Linked DNA regions of Sus scrofa: region 2 is linked to region 1. The links are chromatin contacts, called in public promoter capture Hi-C maps. All regions are on one chromosome and are shown on one strand. The core of a region is the stretch at or near the end of the contact, and the rest is flanking DNA. Distances in the headings are between cores, read along the strand shown.

Region 1 (5,361 bases), core at 1,501-4,000:
GTTCTTCCCCCCAGGGAGATGCTGCAGGGAGGGTGTAACTGATGAAGAGGCCTGTGTCTTTGGGACGAAGGGGGCTCCTGGGCTTGCAGCTGGCTCGTGAAACGAAGGTTTGGGAAGATTCTGTGGGCTTGCCCCTTATGAGCATGCCCATCCTTTAGGCACCAACACATCTTGACCTCGGGTCCATTTCTGGCTTGACTTTCAGACATGGTATCAGGTTGGGTTGGCTCCCAAGGGTCAGATTCTCAGGCAGTCCACAGGTTTGGTGTGGTTCTTCAAATGTAAGAATTATAATTTGTATTTCTACCAAGTAAGCTAGCCTGGGTATTAAAAGTGGTTCCCTGTTTGTATGTTGGGGCTGCTGTAACAAACCACCATGATCTGGGTGGCTTCAAGAGCAAACATTTATTTTCGCAGTGTTCTGGAGGCTGGAAGTCCAAGGTCACCGTGCTGGGTGCACAGGTTCTGGTGTGCTCTTCCAGGCTTGCAGATGGCCACCTTCTTGCTTAGTAGGAGACGGGGAGAGAGAGACCAAGCTCTCCCGTGTCTCATCCTATGAGGGCACTAACCCTCAGTGTGAGGACCCCACCCTGCTGACCTCATTAAACCTAATCATCTTCCAAAGGCCCCCATCCCCAAATACCTTAGGGGTTAGGGTTTCAGCATGTGAATTCAGTCCCATAGCAGGTGCAAAACATGAATTCTGCACAAGAAAGGGTATGAATTTCATCCAGGTTGGGGAATATAGGTAAATCACACCCTCTGATAAAGTAACTTTTTTCTGGCTCTCTCGTTCTCTCCTTATTTTATTTTATTATTTTTTTGTCTTTTTAGGGCCACACCTGCAGCATATGGAAGTTCCAATGCTAGGGGTCCAATCAGAGCTGCAACTGCCAGCCTATAGCACAGCCACAGCAACACCCGATCTGAGCCACGTCTGTGACGTAAACCACAGCTTGCAGCAAGGCAGGATCATTAACCCAGTGAGCGAGGCCAGGGATCAAACCCGCATCCTCATGGATACTAGTATGCTTCATTACTGCTGAGTCACGATAGGAACTCCTCTCCTTATGCTTTTCAAACTCATATCGATCAAGTGTTATAGGCTCCTGCCCATGCAGGAGCGTCCCACTGAATTTAGAGTAAAACCCAGCTGCTAAATGGCCTAAGAGACCCTCTGCAGTTTCCTTTCCTCCTCTGGGCCCCGTCTTCCGCTCATTCTGCCTCCGCACTGTCACTGTCCCTTTGAGCCATCCCAATCTCAGTGGTGTCCCCACTTTGCCCTGCTGTGGCTCTTTCTGCCTCGCCTGTCCTCGGGGGCCCCCTCTTCCACCACTTCTCCAAACCTCCCTCCCTCCCATGCCCAGAGAGCTTTTTTTCTCCGAACCCCAATCGAATCAGTCCCCCCTCATGGCACCCAGGCACCGAAGGGCATCTCACGGCCTTTATCGTCATTAATCATTACCTTTTTATTTGTGTGTTTATATGTTTACCATCCATCTCCTCCCAGTGGACCCTGACGGGGGTGGAGGGAGAAGAAAGGGGCATTTTCAGCCTATCACTCAAGTCTCTGAAGGTCTGGGAGGCTTACTCTCAGATAAAAAGCTATTATTTTTTATTTATTTTTTTTTTCATGGCTACGTCTGCAGCATATAGAAGTTCCCAGGCTAGGGTCCAGTTGCGCTGTGGCCGCCACCACAACAGTGCGGGATCCGAGCCACAGCTTGTGGCAACACTGGATCCTTAACCCACTGAGTGGGGCCAGGGATCAAACTGGCATCCTTATGGCTACTAGTTGGGGTCTTAACCCGCTGAGCCACAACAGGAACTCAAAGGGTTTTCAAAAGTGAAACGTGTTAACATAGCTGGTGTGTCTGTTAAGAAAACCCAGAGGGGAGCTGAGTGTGGGTCTTTCTCCCGGGGACCCAGGAGGTCTGCGCAGAGAGAGTGAGTGCCGTTTAGACGAGGAGGGCTAGAGAAACCAAGAGGAGATCTGCACTTTGGCAGTTTTGGGGGAACGTGGGGCTGGAACTTGGGGGTCTCTCTGGCGGCCCCTCGAGTCCCTGCGTCCACCCCGCCTGCATTCTGAGAGGCATTCACTTGACTGAACCCCAAAGCCCTGTCTGGAAAGAAAGGCTATTCCTTTACTCTCTTTAATGGGCATCTTGGGGGTGGGTGGGGGTGCAGCTCAGTCTAGGGACCAGTGGCAAACTCCCAGGAAAAATGAGACTCAGTGGTGTGGGCTTCAGACAGACCTCAGGGATGGAGGGAGCAACCGGACCCCCCAGGCATGTGAGCTCTGACTGTCCAGCCTTGGCCCAGACGGGTGGATGGTCCACTGCTCTCAGGCCGAGCCTGAAACTTGGAGAAACCAGCTCTACCCATGCCCTGCCTTCTCAGTGGTGCTTCCTGAAAAACCTTACGGAGACAGAACGCGGGTTGGGGGGCGGATGCAGAAGATGGGGCTCTCTGGGCACACGGGGCCTCCCGGGTGTGAGGGGCAGAAGGGAGCCTGGACCCCCCACTCTCAACTCTTTTTGAAAGAAAGAGACTTAAAAATATTCTGAGGACTCCTTGGACTCTTAAGCAGCACAGGTATTCCAGGTAAAGCTCCGGCTTGTTTTCTTCCCGAGTGTTTAGAAGAGAGGGAGGGGAGGCGGAAGGAGAAGGGGGAGCAGATGGGGCTGGTGCAGTGGGCAGAGGGGCAAAGGGTACTTCACCTTGAAGTCACAGTGCCTTCTGCCAGACCCCAGGGGTTCCTGGCTGTGGGAACTCCGAGGTCTCAGCAGTTTGAAGCCTGCTCCCTGAAAAGTCATCTGCTCATTAAAATAACACAGAGCTGTTTAATTGTTGTCTTTGTGGAAAATTACATGGCTGTCATCAGCTGTTGCTTCTGGCAGGGCTCTCTGTTCTAATGTAAATAAATGAGGTAACAGATTTAAAGAAACAGGCTGTATTTACATACTTGCTCAGTAGTCTCTCTAACAATCTGCCCGTGTTATTCAAATACACACAAATTAAACTGGTGGCATCCTAAACGCTGGTTACTCATCAAAGCCTTTAAGGAGGAAGGCTGAGAAGAAGCCAACACCAGAGGACCTCCCGTCAAGGGCAGGCACTAGAAGCTGCCTTTTTTGTCCAGTTGAGAGCTGCTTCAGCAGCTGCAACTTAACCCCCAGGTCTTTGCTGCACCAGTTCTGCAGGAGGGGACCTAAATGCACCAAAGGCAACTGCCTTTTTTTATTATTGTTATTTGTTTTAAAAGTAGCTCTGTTGAGCTATCATTTACCTACAATAAAATGCTCGTTTTTGTTTTTTATGCAATTATAATTGACAAACAATATTGCTTGAATTTCAGGTGTACAACGTTGTGCTTTGATATTTTCAATACGTGACACAGCGTCCCATGAGAATAAGTCTAGTAGCCACCTGTCCCCCTGCAGCGTCAGTGCCCGTTCCCTATGCCATACATCTCATCCCCGTGATTTATGCATGTTATAGCTGGAAGCTTATACGACTTCACCCCGTACCTCTTTCACCTGCCCCCCAACAAAACAAACCAACAAAACAAAACAAGACAGACACAGACTCATTAGATACACAGAACAAGCTGGTGGTTGTCAGAGTGGAGGGAGCAGAGGCAACTTCTGAGCTGAGGGGGGCTGTGGCCAGGACAGCTTTTGACAAAGACATGCCAGGGTGAGCATGTCTTAGAAGGCATACAATTAAAGCTTCATTTTTAATTTTTGTAAATCATACTTCCTTCATCATTGGATCTTTCTGACTCAGTTCACTTTCTTGAGGCAAATATTTGGGCAGGAATTATATATATATATGTATAAATTATATCTATTTGTATGTCTTTTTATGTTGAGGGCATAAAAATGTTTTTATCAAAGATGGAAGCAATGGGAGTTCCTGCTGCGACACTGGGTTAAGGATCTGGCGTTGCCACGGCTGTGGCGTGTGTTGCAGCTGCGGCTCAGATTCAGTCCCTGGCCTAGGAGCTTCCATATGCCATGAGAGCGGCTGAAAAAAAAGGAAAAAAAAAAAAAAAGAAAAAAGGGAGCAATATATTTTAAAATACAAGAAGCCAGAGCCTCCAAACAAGTTAATAATTGCAAATAGTCGTAGAATCATATAGAACCAAAAATTTAGCTGAAAGCGCATTGTAAATTATACAAAGATTAGGAAGGAGTGAAAGTTATGGTTTTTAGTTCTTAGTATATATATTATAGTCAAGTATTAGCTTATTTGCAGAATGCTAGATTTATAATCCACCAAATTGTTGGGGTGGAAGAGTTGGCACATAAGCTGAGGGAGACAAAACTAAGATCCCCGGGTCACAGGGATGACACAAGCCAAGCAGTGTCTGTTTCCGGTAAGCATCCATAGTCTAAATTGTGAGTGTTGTCCAGCAGAAAACCCAATGAAAGGACTGTACTATTAACTCAAAATTTGCGAATACACGGGTATAAACTTTTCTGGAATTTTTTTTTCCTCTCAAAACATCACGAAATACGACTTGGTTAGATTCCTGTTCAGTATAAGGACAGGACTAATCTTGAGTCTATTAAGGGGAGGGAATGAGGGGCATTCTTTTTCTTCTTGCCTTTTTAGAGCCGCACCTGTGGTACACGGAGGTTCCCAGGCTAGGGGTTGAATCAGAGCTACAGCTGCCCGCCTACATCACAGCCACAGCAAACAGATCTGAGCTGCGTCTGCGACCTACACCACAGCTCATGGCAACGCCAGATCCTTAACCCACTGAGTGAGGCCAGGGATCGAACCTGCATCCTCATGGATCTTAGTTGGGTTCGCTATGGCGAAGCCACGATGGGAACTCTTGTGAGGGGTATTCTTGAAGTAATTTCTACCTATGGTTTGTTACTAGGTAAAACAGACACCAGAGAGATCCTTGTACTTATCTTTTAGTTTTTGTAAATTATTTCCAAAAAGAGATCGCTCACCCCTCCATGACCAAGGATTGATCTCGTCCCTGCAGCTATTGGTATCACTCACATCCACAGGTTACCTATCATCCTGCCACACAGAGCTAAGTCTTGTGTACAGAGGGATTTAAATAAGACAATTCCTGCCCTTTTCCCCTGCTGCCAAGCAAATAATAGACTGCCTCCTAGAGCTGGCTTGAAAAATCTACCTGTGGAGAATGTGTACCTCCCACCCAGAGAGAGGAGCAGTAAAAAAATCCACGAGGCAAGGGACTAACATATCTTCCTGGAACATTTAGTGACGTTTGCCCAAATAATCAGAATGTGCTTGAATTCAAGACCACAGACATGTAGCTGCCAAGGCGGATGGGAAGGAGTAGGATGGACGGGAGTTTGGAGTGAGTAGATC
Region 2 (5,361 bases), core at 1,738-4,237, 430 kb before region 1:
ATCAAGAGTAAGCGGATCCCATTCAGGCCACTAGCCAGTGAGTCTGTCTTTGTCTTTGGGCTCAGGGCTTGGCATCCAGGCGCCCGCACAGTGCCCTCTGCAGACAGCTGCCATCCTGGGGCGGGAGGTCTTTTCTCACCAAGGCTTATCCTCTGGGTGAGGACTGGGACCCATGGCTCTGTCTAGATGTCTCCTCTGCGACCAGACGGAGAGGGCCAGCACCTGCTTTTGCTGTGACCTGTGGTCCCTCGTTCGTTCCTTCCTTCCTTTGTGGCCATCCCTGGGGACACAGCAGTGAGCCTGACCTACAGGAGTTCTGAGTCCAGTGAGAGGGCGCATGGAGCACAGGCAAATGAAGAAATAGATGCAGCACGGAGGCTCTGGCTAGAAGGATGTCCAGGCCTCTGACTGGGCCCCCAGCCGGAGGCCCTCTTCCAGGCTAGGTGCGGAGTCAGGAAAGACTCACAGCGGAAGGATGCTGTTTCCAAGGGAACTCTTCTAGAGCCATGCAGCATTGGAGGAATCCCATCACAAAGGAATTGTTTTGGGAGTTCCCATTGGGGCTCAGCAGTAAGGAACCTGACTAGTACCCATGAGGATGCGGGTTTCAATCCCTGGCCTTGATCAGTGGGTTAAGGATCTGGAATTGCCATGAGCTGCTTGTAGGTCACAGATGCTGCCCGGATCTGGCGTTGCTCTGGCTGTGGTGTGTGTAGGCTTGCAGCTGCAGCTGCTATTTGACTCCAAGCCTGGGAACCTCTGTATGCCTTAAAAAGAAAAAAAAAAAAAAAAAAAAGTATTTTTAGATCAAGGCCAGTGAAGGACATTAAAAATGTTAATTTCAAAAGAACTTACATTCAAGGAGTTCCCGTTGTGGCGCAGTGGTTAACGAATCCGACTAGGAACCATGAGGTGGCGGGTTCGGTCCCTGCCCTTGCTCAGTGGGTTAAGGATCCGGCGTTGCTGTGAGCTGTGGTGTAGGTTGCAGATGCAGCTTGGATCCCGCGTTGCTGTGGCTCTGGTGTAGGCCAGTGGCTGCAGCTCCAATTAGACCCCTAGCCTGGGAACCTCCATATGCCTCGGGAGCGGCCCAAGAAATAGCAAAAAGACAAAAAAAAAAAAAAAAAAAAAGAACTTACATTCAAGAACCCTCAAGCGAGCACAGGTTTCCTGGGTGGCACTTCCCTTAGAGCTGCTTTCCAGGGCTTCTATTTCTACTAAATAAATATTTGTTTCCCAGAGACGGTCTTGGACTTGCTAAAGGAGCAAGCTGAAGAAGCTGCTAGAAAATCATCCAACGCAACTGTAACTTCCAGGCCAGACCGGGCCTCCTCTCGGAAAGGCCCCTCCAAGAAGCCAGCTTCCCCCACAAGCAGCAGGAAGCCGTTTCCTCGGCCTGGGGCAAAGAAGCGAGTGTGGTCCCCAGGCCCCCAGGGGAGGAGGAAGCAGAGCCCCAAGACCCCCCCAGGCAGAGGGGCACAGCGGCAGCGAGCTGGCAGGAGCCTCCCTCTGATGCTTCCGTCAAGGTGGTGGGTCAGGGGATGAGCTTCCAGTTTGCCCCTGGGGAACTGCTGCTGCTGCTGCTGCTGCTGCTGCACATGACCTTAGACACCTGGGAAGCTGGGGTGCAGGCGAGGACCAGTGGTGAGAGCTTGACCTTGGGCTGCGCAGTGGTCTTCTCCTCAAGAACCTTGTCCTCTGACCTGACCGGATGCCCCATGTCCGCTTCTGCAGCGAGACCAAAGCCCATGTTGCCAGGCTACCTGGCTGCCTGTTTGCCAGTCTGTAAACCCGCTTGGAAGTCCACTGTGTGTCCCTGTTTGTAAGTGCCCGTGACCTAAGGCAATAAATCAACACTTGCTCAAATGGACCCGGAGTGTTTGATCTCCTGGATGCTTGCCTGGTGGTAAGAAATGGGACGTGGAGTTCCCGCGTGGGGCAGGGGCTCGGCAGCGTCTCTGCGGGCCAGCACGCAGGTTCTGAGCCTGGCCAGGCACAGCAGGTTAAAGGATCCAGTTGCCCCAGCGGGGCCTAGGTCGCAGCTGCGACTGGGATTTGATCCCTGGCCCGGGAACTCCCTATGCCCAGGTGGCCGAAAAAGACAGAAAAGAAAAAAAAAAAAAAAATCTGCCGTGCTTCACCCAGTTTGCCTAAGAGCCATGTGTCACTCCCAAGCCTCATCTCAGGTCTAAGAGGGGGCTTGTAGTGATGCCTTTGGGGGAGAGCTCCTCTAAAATGGATGTCTCCTTCGCCCTCACTGAAGCGAGGGTATGAATAAAGGCAGGTCCTCTGGCGCCTACTGTTCTGCGGGGCAGAGAGCATAGCAAACATGACTACAGGTTGCATACCTATTATGTGCTAAGTTTATATCCACTCTCCAAAACCTCAAAACCTTGCTGCTTGCGTGTTGCCCCATCACTTCTGCTGCAGATCAGGGAAGTGAGGCCTGGCGAGGTTAGGCCACTTGCCCTGGACCACGGCAGCAAGGGAGCGGGGAATTGTTCAGCTGGACTTGAACCAACGCCCCTGTCAGCCTCTCTGGGGGCCCCCAGGGAGGGTGGTGGCTTTTAACCTGGTACTTGAGGAATGACAGAGCTAAGAGCTTCAACAAGTTCTCCAGATTCTGCAGAGTACCCGGAAGAATATAGGCAATTTGACTTAATGGAACAAAACCAAAAATGCCAGGGTTTTAGGATCCAGAGCTAAAATCTTGCAAGCCAAGAAATTGTCCCAGTCACATCATCCTCAAAAGAACCCAGATTAAGAAATACATTCTCTTGTTTTTTGTGGAGTTTGGGTTATGCTGGGGGAGATACTTGATTTCGTCTCAACAAGTGCCATGCTTACAGCTTGCCAGGCACAGTACAGGCTCTGGGAGACCCAAAGAGATGAAAGGCTTACCTGCTGTAAGCACTGTTAAGCATTAACTTGAACTCAAGGTCATGAGACTCGGGATCCTTGAACTTGCCCCATATGAGAGCTGCAAATGGGAGCCGCCCATTTAATTAAAATTTTTCTAGTAGCCAAAAAAAGGTAAAATTAATGCAATTACACAATTTATTTAATCCTGTATATTATGGTATTATTGTTTCAATATGTAATTGATTAAAAATTACTAATGGGATAGTTGACATTCTTTTTTTTTTTTTTTTGGTACTGAATTTTCTAAACCCAATGTGTATTTTATTTCAGCAAATCTCAATCTGGAATAGCCACATTTCAGGCACTCAATGGTTTCATGTGGCAGGGGGCTAGTTTATAGACAGTCCTTTATCAAAACATCCTGGGTGCGGACAATTTCTGTATTCAGAAAATGCTCTGGGGAATTCCCGTTGTGGCTCAGCGGAAACAAACCCAACTAGTAGCCATGAGGATGCGGGTTTGATCCCTGGCCTCTCTCGGTAGGTTAAGGATCCGTGGTTACCACCAGCTGTGGTGTAGGTAGCAGATGCAGCGCGGATCTTACATTGCTGTGTCGTGGGTCAGCAGCTGTAGCTCTGATTCGACCCCTCACCTGGGAACTCCCATATGCCACTCGTGGCCCTTAAAAAAAGAAACAGAAAAGAAAGGGCACTGGTGACTATAGTCACCCAGCATTCGGGAATTCAGGGTAAAAACTGCAAACCTTGGCTTCCCGCGCAGCCCGGGCCCGTTTATTTCGGGGAATCGCTCCCTCTTTCTCTCGTAGGGGGCAGGATGGTGGCGCCAAGCTGGGCTCTGAACGCCAAGCTGCCACGTGTCCTCGTCCAGGCCACGCGGGCCAATCTCTGGGCCCGGCAACAGGGTCTGGAGGCGCCCTCGCCGCGGGTCGGGCCAGCGAGAGCCGGGCTCCAGCGCCACCAGGCGGCCGCGCGGCGTCACTGCAGGCGCAGCCACGTCCCGCCCGCCCCGCGCACCCGCGCCGCGCGCCGCGCGCCGTCGAGGTCCCCGCGTCGCCGCCCTCTGCCTTTCGTAACTCGGCGCGGGGTCTGGGTTTGCAGGGCTTTGAAAACGAGCCCCCGGCGCCTTGCGCCCTCTCTTCCGGCGCTCTGGCCGCAGATTCGGGTAGCGCCGGCCACCGTGGACCATTTTTCTTTTTTTCCTGCTTCGCGGCGTTCCAGGATTTTCTCTTCCGGGTCGCTCTGAGGCACGGTAAGCATGTTCGTGATTTATATTTCAGGACTAAGTCCTGCCAGAAGTACCGTTTTTTAGAAATCACTGTTTCATTTTGGAATCCCTGGTGCGTATTTACGCGGGATGGTTTTTTAAAAAAAGCGGAAATGCAGATGAGGCCCCAGCGAGGATCGAACTCGCGACCCCTGGTTTACAAGACCAGTGCTCTAACCACTGAGCTATGGAGCCTGCTCACTACCTGGCGCGCTGTAATTCAAGGACATTGGAAGTAACATTGCTTTCCGGCAGTCTCAATTAACTGACCCTCGGCGTCCACTATCTCGGACAATTGTAAAGACAACGTAATAAGCAGAAAAAAAAGCCGAATCTCAAAATTGTATGTTTATGATTACCAAACACGAATTCATACCGACGATACATTATGCATACAGATAATTACTGAAAGGGAAAGTGCAAAAATGAAATACTGTTCTAATGGTGCATGAATGGTACCTTTACGTCTTAAAAAGTTCTCCAGTCTGTTGTTTGTATGACAAATTGTATCAAGTTTTGTACTTAGAGGGAAGTTATGGGGGAGTATCTTTGGTACCCGTAACTGAAATAAGTAATCGACTGAGGATGAATTAATTGATTCCACACATTTTTGAGTACGCACGTCCTACCCGATGGTAGAGGTACAGTGAGTAGGTAGCGCTCTGTTCCCTCTCCTGTGTAAACGATCCATCACTGCCTGAAGGAGAGGATGACAAGCACGCGCTCCCAGAGGTCTGGAGGCTTCTCTCCCTGACCTCCTTCAGATTCCTTTTCTCATCAAGACTCTTCTCTCACCACCCCCTCCCCCATTTAACGCGGCACCACCCTCCTTATCCGGCCCCTTTGCCCCCAACTACTCAACTTTCTTTCCTGCTGGACAATGTGTTTATTATTACGTTTATTCTCTCCAGGTTAGAAGTTGGGTCTTTGGGGCCTTTTTATTTCATTCCCTGCTGTATGCCCAGCACCTAGGATGACGTCTAACGCCCCGTGAGCGGGTGCTCAGTAAATGCTGAATGATGGGCATCCGCCGGGAGAAACCGGGAAGCGTTTGGGAGCCGCTTTCTCACGTTCGCCTTTACTGCCTGCCGCCTCCCTGGCCTCGCTCGTCCAGTGGGGGGTTTTCTAACACGCTTGGGCGTCCTCAGCCTGTCTTGTTTCCCTCTGGTCCTGCTGCCCGGCCCTTTGCTCTGAGACGCACCGCCCTGCTGCGCA

Evidence for each region. Promoter capture Hi-C pulls out the DNA fragments that hold promoters and counts their contacts.
Region 2: a contact with region 1 is called in a promoter capture Hi-C map of liver, with 4 times the contacts expected there. The contact joins the promoter of LOC110255736 here to the enhancer-like site in region 1. A contact is called at or near these places in 2 of 5 promoter capture datasets (fetal skeletal muscle and liver), 6 of 47 Hi-C or Micro-C datasets (fetal heart ventricle, liver, mesenteric adipose tissue and 2 more) and 1 of 2 datasets of contacts at active chromatin or transcription factors (skeletal muscle).

The regions. Positions count from the first base shown.
Region 1 is chr10:10,878,075-10,883,435 of Sscrofa11.1, reverse strand. The region is part of intron 2 of DUSP10 (dual specificity protein phosphatase 10); the gene reads left to right. LOC110255634 (a long non-coding RNA gene) reads right to left here. Exons shown (of 5, transcript XR_002336204.1): 5 at 4,921-5,361. Among named protein-coding and RNA genes, the nearest start is that of DUSP10, 25 kb to the left of the region's middle. Within about 2 kb of position 2,750, at least 12 of the 83 cell types and tissues checked have an H3K27ac peak or open chromatin away from gene starts, as enhancers often do. A contact at or near this core is called in liver, where this site is marked.
Region 2 is chr10:11,312,356-11,317,716 of Sscrofa11.1, reverse strand. It overlaps LOC110255736, which reads left to right and starts at 2,987. Exons shown (of 7, transcript XM_021065090.1): 1 at 2,987-3,033; 2 at 3,689-4,131. The coding sequence starts at 2,987. It overlaps HHIPL2 (HHIP-like protein 2), which reads left to right. Exons shown (of 10, transcript XR_002336124.1): 9 at 1-37; 10 at 1,241-1,870. It overlaps TRNAT-UGU (a tRNA gene), which reads right to left and starts at 4,341; the gene lies at 4,269-4,341.